Linked DNA regions of Oryzias latipes: region 1 is linked to region 2. The links are chromatin contacts, called in public Hi-C maps. All regions are on one chromosome and are shown on one strand. Each heading gives the region's core, a stretch centred on a gene start, on an enhancer-like site or on the middle of the called end of the contact. The rest is flanking DNA. Distances are from core to core; before and after follow the strand shown.

Region 1 (4,382 bases), core at 446-2,945, 220 kb after region 2:
ACCAACCATATGGCACCACTTATCACTTCTTAGTTTAGTATTTTAATGAAAAATAGAAATTTAATGACTTAAAAATGGAATTAACATAGGCCATTTTGACTCCAGCTCTTTAAATATGTTTAAAAAATATCGTCAAATCATAAATAAAGATTATAAAATAAAACTCGGCCGACCTCTGAGTTTAACAACCCAATGAATGTCAGGAAAGGGATAAAACGGCCTGTTCCTCTCAGCATCCTGCCCTTCCTTCCGATGTGTAGTTTCTCCCTCCTGGAATTATCTCCTGCTAAACTTATATTCCATAAGTCAGCAAACAATTCGGCCTCACTCCCAGACAAGTTGACATTAAACTGCTCCAGGCCCAACCCCGCAGGAAGCCCTGCCTCCAAAAAAAAATCAGCTGTCAAACTGAATAACCGCCTCCAACCAAAGCCGTCCGGTTTGTAGTTTATTTCAGGCCCCGCTGCGGCAGGCAGAGCGTAGTAGGTACGACAAGGAACTACAACTCCCATAAGAGAGCAGGAAACGGAAGAAACCAATAAGAAAACACCACGCTTTTTAACTTTGAAAAGGCAAAAACATAATTTGGAGAGAAAATAATTGACCAGATTATTAATTTACCGTAATTCTACTTTGAAAAATATGACTTGTGAACATTTTTCGTCACGTCATCATGTTTATTACAGCTAAAGTTTAGTGATGCGTACAATACAATAAACGTACAATAAAAAATACAGATATATATTCTTCTGAAATGGAGCAAAGCAAATAGTTAGAAATAACTGGGAAAAAAACAATTTAAATGTAACTCTGATGCTAAATAAAATACTGTCCAATGCGTAAAAAGTAATAAGTTACGTGACTTTTTTAATGTATAAATTATGGGTTTATGGGTCACATAGAATCAAACCTTTCATTTGATTGTGTTGATAGTGTCGAAAGTAGATGGATAAAATCTAAACAAACAAATATTCGTGTTTTTTCGAACGGAGAAAAAGCAGAAAACACCACAAAACAGCAGCAGGTTAGCATCACACGGACATGGTGACGTCAGAAGAACATGACTGTGTGGAAAGTGCTAGAAGACTTCCTGGAAAACAAGTCTTACATGTCTGCGTGACATTCAGCACTACGGCGGCTTTCGATCCGGTGTAACGAGAAAACTCTAACGGGAGGGCGAGTGACTTACATGGCAGAGGCAGCTCTGATCCTGGCCGTCCGAAGTTCTGTCGCTGTGCTGCGTTTGCGGTCTCCCGTTGTTGCTGCTGTGTTGAAACCAACAAAAAACAAAGTTCCCGAAGAACCAAACTGTCACCAAGCCACCAAGCGCTCGCGAGGTCAATTTCCACATCCTCCACCGCACCACCGAGTCATTGATCGGGGAACAAAAAAAAGAACGAGTCGGGGCGATGAGGAACTCAGTCCGGTGTGCGGGACAGTCGGCAGCTAGCTTGGCTGTAGCTGCGGGCTGCCTGCGTTTAGCATCCGCAGGCTAACAGCGGCGGCAAAGCGAAGGTGAAGTGATGCAACCCTCGTCTGAAAAGCCTCACAATAGCATTTTGGCACATGTCACTCGGTTCAAACATCTAATTGTGCAGGAAAAGGCGAAGATTTAAGTCGAAGTTTTCGACCGCAAACCTCCATGTCTGTACCGTGTTGACGTGATTTGAAAGAAGTTTCCTTCCGTTTAGAGATTTCAAAATAAGATGCCGACTTTAGTCCTCCATTATTAGTCGTTTATGCCACACGTATCACCAAACAATAAGATTACCACACAGGTACAGACCAACGGGGACTGTCTCCATTTTAACATTGCACGATTTTCCTGTTTTAATTAAAATCTACACTCATTGGTTTTGTTTAGACGAGGGGGCTGCGACTTTTAACACCAAAAAATAAAAAAAAACTTTTGGTCCAGTTTCTTATTGACCAAAAACCAGCAACAGCAGCCCAATCCATTTTGAACTTTAAGAAAAATACACTTTATTTATGTTTCTGTGACCATTAATTTATTTTTGGGGAAAAAAAGCTTTAAAAGCTTTTCAACATTTGTAACAATTTAAATTTAAAAAAGTGTTGTATTTTTTTCTATAGAGAACTTTAGCTTCTTTACTTTCACAAACAAGTTCCTTTCAAAATAAGGCACACTCTGTGTCAAATCAGATCCTCCTTCTGCAGTTTTATATGGAGTCAGATTAGTTGTTAAAGCGTTGTCTGTCGGCAAAACAAAAAGTTTCATACTTGTAGTACTTAAATAAAAATGCAAGAAAAAACAAGTCAAACATGAAATTTCCATCATTATAACAACAACTACAGTTTTTTACAGCATCGATTAGAATATCTACTTAACTTAAGTAATGTGCTTTTAATCAAGTTAAGATTTTTTTAAAGCCAAAGACACGCGATGTAGGAATAAATAATCCACATGTTACAGACTCCTTATTTATACAGTGTCAATTGCGTCCTTTTTTGGGGGTAAATATTTTCTTCTGACAAAGTTTGTGCACTGTTGACTCTGTCTTACAGCCTTTTAATCCCATCTGTGTTTAACCAACACAAAAACAAGCTCCTGAAATGCTTAAGCACACATGAAAAGGCTAATGTGGGGGATTTAAATAAAGCAGTTTTGGATTTTTCTGTCAAATAACTGTGTTTGCAGCCACATCATCAGGTAACTAACCATCTCCTGCAAAAACAACCTAGTTTGGTTTGATGTCCCCATTCATCTTTAGACCAAACACAAAGCACATCCAACCGTTTAAATTATAACTTCAAGTTTGAAATAATATATATTGCAGCTGCAATAAGTTATAACATGAAGATAAAATCTTCCTGGGAGCCAGTTTAGCTTGTGCTGGTTTGCGGCGCCTTCCGTCCATGAAACCCGGGTTCAACTCCAGGCTGCTCCCTGTTCCCTTCTCTACCTCTGCCGGTTCCAAGCCCGGTTAGAGAAGGTTGCGTCAGGAAGGGCATCCGGCGTAAAACATTGCCAAATTTACCATGCGACTTGTTCGCTGTGGCAACCCCTGATGGGAGAAGCCGAAAGTGGAAGAAGAAGAATGAAGATTAAATCTTCCAACCTTTAAAAAAACAGAATTTCAGTCAATCTATCTTGGTCCTTCTCAGAAATCTGGCCTGTGACACTAAATCCCAAAATGTCGAATCCACACCTGGTTTCTTTAATGTTTTTGGACATTTTTGTTTCTTTCTGATTGTCTAAAGATGGCCTCTTTCATAGAGTAAAACACTTCATGAAAATAAAATAACAAGACGCTTAAGAATAAAACCTAAAAAAAGAATGAAAATGTGTTGTTTTTTCTGTTCTGTCTCTTTTCACTGTAACCTGAGCAAAGACCAGAATTTGAGACAATTCTTGCCCTAAACCGTCAACTTTAAAAGTCAAACTTGTTTCAAATGAGGACAGAAAGCTGTTGGTGTGTGGCTCCCAGGGGTGAAAAGTCAGTTAATGGGAAAATTTGTTTTCAAGTTATATTGTAGGTTGCAAAACAAACTGTACCTAAATTGACATATTAGTTAGGAACCCACAAAAGCTGTTAAAAAAAATTTTTTGTGAATGGCAAAAGTTATTTATTTTTTTTTACATGGAGTCTCCCTTGTTCTACACTCCTGCATGTCAAAGCGCTTCAGGATCCTTTCAACATACCTCTCTTGAGACATTTTTACACAGCCATCAGATTGGCTGAAGTCTATGCCTAGAAAGTGTTTTAATTGACCAAGATCCTTCATCTTAAACCTGGTGGAAAGTAACGCCTTCACCTGGTTTAGACTTTTGATGTTACTGGCTGCAAGGATAAGATCACCCACCCAGATGACGATTATTACCTTTTCTCCCTGTTTCGACTCTTTTGTATAGACACAGTGGTCTGCTGGGTTCTGAGTAAAATTGTTATCTGTCAGACATGTGTGAAGCATCTCATTCCAATTGCGCCCCGACTGTTTCAGACCATAGATGGATTCTTTTAGCTTACACACCAGGTTTCCTTCCCCTTTTTCGTAACCTTCAGGTTGCTCCATGTAAATGTCTCGATCGATGGGTGCATGCAGATAAGCTGTTTTGACATCCATCTGGTGTAATGTTAGGTTGTCTTGGGCTGCCTTCTGCATCACAACACGTACACTGGTCAGATTAGCTGTAGGTGAGAATGTCTCGCCAAAATCAATCCCGGCCCTCTGACTATATCCTTTAGCCACAAATCTGGCCTTGTATTGTTCATGTTCATCATTGTTCTCCTTAATGGAGTACACCCACCTACCTCCCACTGTCTTTCTGCCTTCTGGCAATGTAGTCAGGGTAAAAGTCTGATTATCCTCTAAGGATTTGATCCCTTCATCCATAGCTCTCTTCCACTTTCCTGATTCTG
Region 2 (4,107 bases), core at 1,344-3,843:
ATCAATTCAGGACACCACCAACTGAGATCACATGACTAAGGTGCTTTTGTGCTGATTTTGCTGTCAGCGTGTTACCTTTCAGCCTCAGGCTTCACACCGTAGTTGGAAACCGCTGTTATGTCCGGTCCGGTCCCGGTCGGGACGCAAACAGTAACTAATGAAGCGGGACACCGTTGCTATGGAACAGGCTAGAAGCCGTTTATTTCTTTGGGGGGCGTGTATGGGGACCGTGTGTGTGAGCGCGTGTACTTGCGTGTGTGTGTAACGAGAGCGGGTGTGACCGCGGAGCGGGGGACTGTCGGAGAACCGTAAATTAAAAATAAGGTGTCTCCCCCAAAAGTTTTGGAGTCTTTCTTAACCCCCTCTGGAGGCTGAGGGTTCAGAATGGAAAAGTGAACACTGAGGAAATCTCCCGTGCGTTTCTGACTACGGTCGGCAAAGAGAAGTCATCGCGCAGGAAAGGTTCAACACTTGGATCAAACTGTTAGTACAGCACTTCTGCAAACACTTCTTCATTCAAAACTCAGAGAGAGCCGAGCAGCCCTCCCTTTTCCTCTCCCGTGCATCCCCTCAGGAGCGCCCAAGGCAACGCCTCCTTCTGTCGCCGCCTTGCCTCCATGACAACCGCAATCACAAAAGTCCGTAAAAGGTCCACGGAAGGTGGAAATACTGCTACGTAGTCCTCAGAACGTTTACGTTTGATAGTTCAGCATTGTATAGTGTAAATGCAGTAAATGATATGGGTCACTTTTAAAAGATGATGTAAGCGGGTCGTCAAAAAAATTGGATATAGTCAGAAAATGGGATTTGTAGGCATAAAGACCTGCAGTGTAAATGCGGCCTAAGATAGCACAGGGGTTTTAAAACACCCGTTCACACTCACATTCACACCTAGGGACAATTTAGATAAACCAATGTCCGCTAATGCCCCATCATCCCATCAACATTGGAGCTCTTCAGTCGTACAGTTCTGAACCAGATGCCAGCTTGGATGAGGAAAACAAAAATGTAAATGAATCTATTGTCTGCAAGTTGATGAGTCAGAACAGAGTAGAGAGATACTCGGAAACAGTTATGATCCTAAATAATTTTATGTCCTCCATCATTAGAAAAGTGCTACAAGAACACGTTAAAACCACCAAAAACGTGATTTTCATTGGAGTTGGTCCTTAAGAGATTTAAAAACGAAACTGGAGAAAAGTCAGTACACAACCTAACCACTATAGGGGACAAAAAACCCAATATACAATTTAAAGTCTGTAACTTGCCTGGGAATATCACAAGTTTTATTTCTAAAAGTTTTCATATTAGTTGAAGATGTACCCAGGTAGTTATTTTACCGCCAGTTTATTACAATGACATTTGATGCAACACATTTACACACAATTTAAAAAATATTTTCTTTCCCCAAAAAGTGATTTATAGAAATTTTTGTTTATGCCAAAGCAACTGCAATTATTGAAAAACAATGCAATGACCCGCCTAAACAATTTTACACAAAAGATTGACATGTTCCAAGTTTGTTCTTAAGTTTTAAAAGAAAAAAATTGTTAAATGTACCAATGTTTTGATTTGATAAATTATTTTCAACTTTGTTTAAATGCATCTGTTGGCCACTTAACTATAATCTGGTTTATTACTTTTATTCAAACCTGACTTCAGAGCTCGCTTAAAGTCTGTACCATGTTTGTGCTTGTGCTAAACAGCAACGCTGTAACAGACGCTTTAACCCGATGCATCATGGGAAGTATAGTGCACCGAAGCAGAACGACTCACATCTCCCAAGTTTTATTTCAATTCCAGTTGATTTAGGGTAATTAGGAGACAAGTCAAAACAATTCGACAGACCCACTAGAATGATCATTTTTGCTTTCAACATATTCTTGCAGCATGGTTTAGTGTATATATACAGAAGAAATACTACTGTATATTGAGAACATTTAACAGTTTCTATTCTTCCACATAGAGGAATGAGACTCGTCAGATCAGGTGTGTGGCTCTGAAAAGAGCCGTTTGTGTGGATCACATCAGTCCGTTTACTTGGAGCTGGTGTATTTGGTGACGGCCTTGGTGCCCTCGGACACGGCGTGCTTGGCCAGCTCCCCGGGCAGCAGGAGGCGCACGGCGGTCTGGATCTCCCTGGAGGTGATGGTGGAGCGCTTGTTGTAGTGAGCCAGACGAGACGCCTCGGAGGCGATGCGCTCGAAGATGTCGTTGACGAACGAGTTCATGATGCTCATGGCCTTGGAGGAGATGCCGGTGTCGGGGTGGACCTGCTTCAGCACCTTGTACACGTAGATGGCGTAGCTCTCCTTCCTGGTCTTTCTCTTCTTCTTGCCTCCTTTGCCGGCGGTCTTGGTCACGGCTTTCTTGGAGCCCTTCTTGGGCGCAGACTTGGCTGGTTCAGGCATGTTGTCTTTCCGCTTCGACACAGATGACTGCTGGTTCTACCGAGATTCCTTATTTATCCCCTTTGTAAGCAAAGCCAACTGTGCTGTTGCAGCGTCCTGATTGGCCACTGTGCGTCGTTGCTCGTATTTAATTGGCCGGTCTTGGTAGTTCGGTCCTGTCGAACTGCTGAATTCGTTACCTTGTGAGTTGATCAAATGCCACAATTTAACCGAAACGTATCTTTGTTGCATTGAAGTAGCAACAATATATATCCACGTTAATCCACCAAGAGGGGTAAAAATGAGTCCCGAGACCGAAAAAGGGTAAAATAAAGGCCTCAGACCACTCTCTCCGAGGACGTGACAGAAAACAGGGGCAGAGCATTCGCTTTTTCGTTTAGGTTTTAGAGCTGGACAGCTCCCTAGCGCCCTCAAGGTCACGTGAAGTGAGGAACAAATAACATATTTTTGTATCAAAACATGCAGCGCATAATAGAAAAATACGTTACTGAAAAAAACAAATGTTTCACGTTAAGTGAGGTGTATAAAATATATTAGTGACTGGCACTTCAATTCCCTCTCAGCAGCTGATACTTTCTATTCGACTCCTGGGAAAGAACAGTCTCTTTCGACTCTATACTCTGCAAAGGAATGCCTTTGCGGCCTTTATTTTGCCATATCTTAGCAAATGTTTGCACGTTTTGTTAAGATTAATTTTTGTTGCTCAAATTAAAATAATCATTAAAATAATCAGATGATGGGGCAGATACCTTAAGTTTTTTCTCTGCTCCTCTTGATTCATAAAATATAATTTTTTTAATTGTTTTGATGTAAACAAATAAAATAAAGTAAATGCTATTTTTTTTTTTAACAAATGAACCAGTTTAACCCTTGTGCTGTCTTAGATGACCCCACCCTTACTTTGACGTGTTCTCCCTACCATGACAAAGGTGGAAAGATTTCATGTAATCCATGGACACCAGAGAAGATCACAAATCATTGAAGAAAAAAAGGTTCAGCGCACTGTCTAGTGGGTCTAGATGACCCAACTCCCAATGTTAAAGTGCCTAGATAGCACAAGGGTTAAATACTTATTGTCCCGCAAGAATCCGAGAGGGGAAAAATGAAAACAAATTTAAAGTTAAAGGATCTTTTTTATTATTATTATGAAAATAAGAAAAAGTTGATGAAGTTTTGGAGGCCTTAGCCTCTCCACGCCGCAGTGGTTCTCTGTCTGTCCAACAGTCAGCCTCCCGGGGGCCACCATAGCGGACACGCTCACTCCAACCCCATGACCTTACCGAAACAAGTTTTGTAAGGTCAACCAAATTATGACTGTGGCCAATAAGCAAATAAAAGGTGTACTTTGTACAAAAAGTGTCTGTGTTTTTTGTTTTGTTTTATAAAAAAAACGATAATGCACAATTAAGTGACTCTGCGTAATGTAACTACCAAAAAGTTCAGTTTCAATTCAGGAAGTCGTGAAGCTTTTACACAGATGCATTAAGTCCAGTGGATGTGCTCTAATGTGGATCTTTACAGAAAAAACAAAAAACTGTTGATTTATCCTCATCCAGTAAAAGCTGAAGCATGAAACTCCTCATTAAAAACGTTTATTAAGCAGTTTATGAAAGCTATGAAGCACTGCTAAATACGCTGTCATCCAGTTTATAGGCGGTTCTGGAGCTGTGATGCAACGATGGCTCCATTGATGACA

Evidence for each region. Hi-C and Micro-C count contacts between places; a contact is called where the count stands out from the background.
Region 1: a contact with region 2 is called in a Hi-C map of embryo, with 5 times the contacts expected there. The contact joins the promoter of ero1b here to the promoter of LOC111947380 in region 2. A contact is called at or near these places in 5 of 5 Hi-C or Micro-C datasets (embryo, fibroblasts and gastrula embryo).

What each region holds. Positions count from the first base shown.
Region 1 is chr1:3,966,730-3,971,111 of ASM223467v1, forward strand. ero1b (ERO1-like protein beta) reads right to left here and starts at 1,696. Exons shown (of 16, transcript XM_023954348.1): 1 at 1,190-1,696. The coding sequence starts at 1,351.
Region 2 is chr1:3,750,425-3,754,531 of ASM223467v1, forward strand. LOC111947380 (histone H2B 1/2) reads right to left here and starts at 2,594. Exons shown (of 1, transcript XM_023954411.1): 1 at 1,773-2,594. The coding sequence starts at 2,411. The coding sequence ends at 2,037.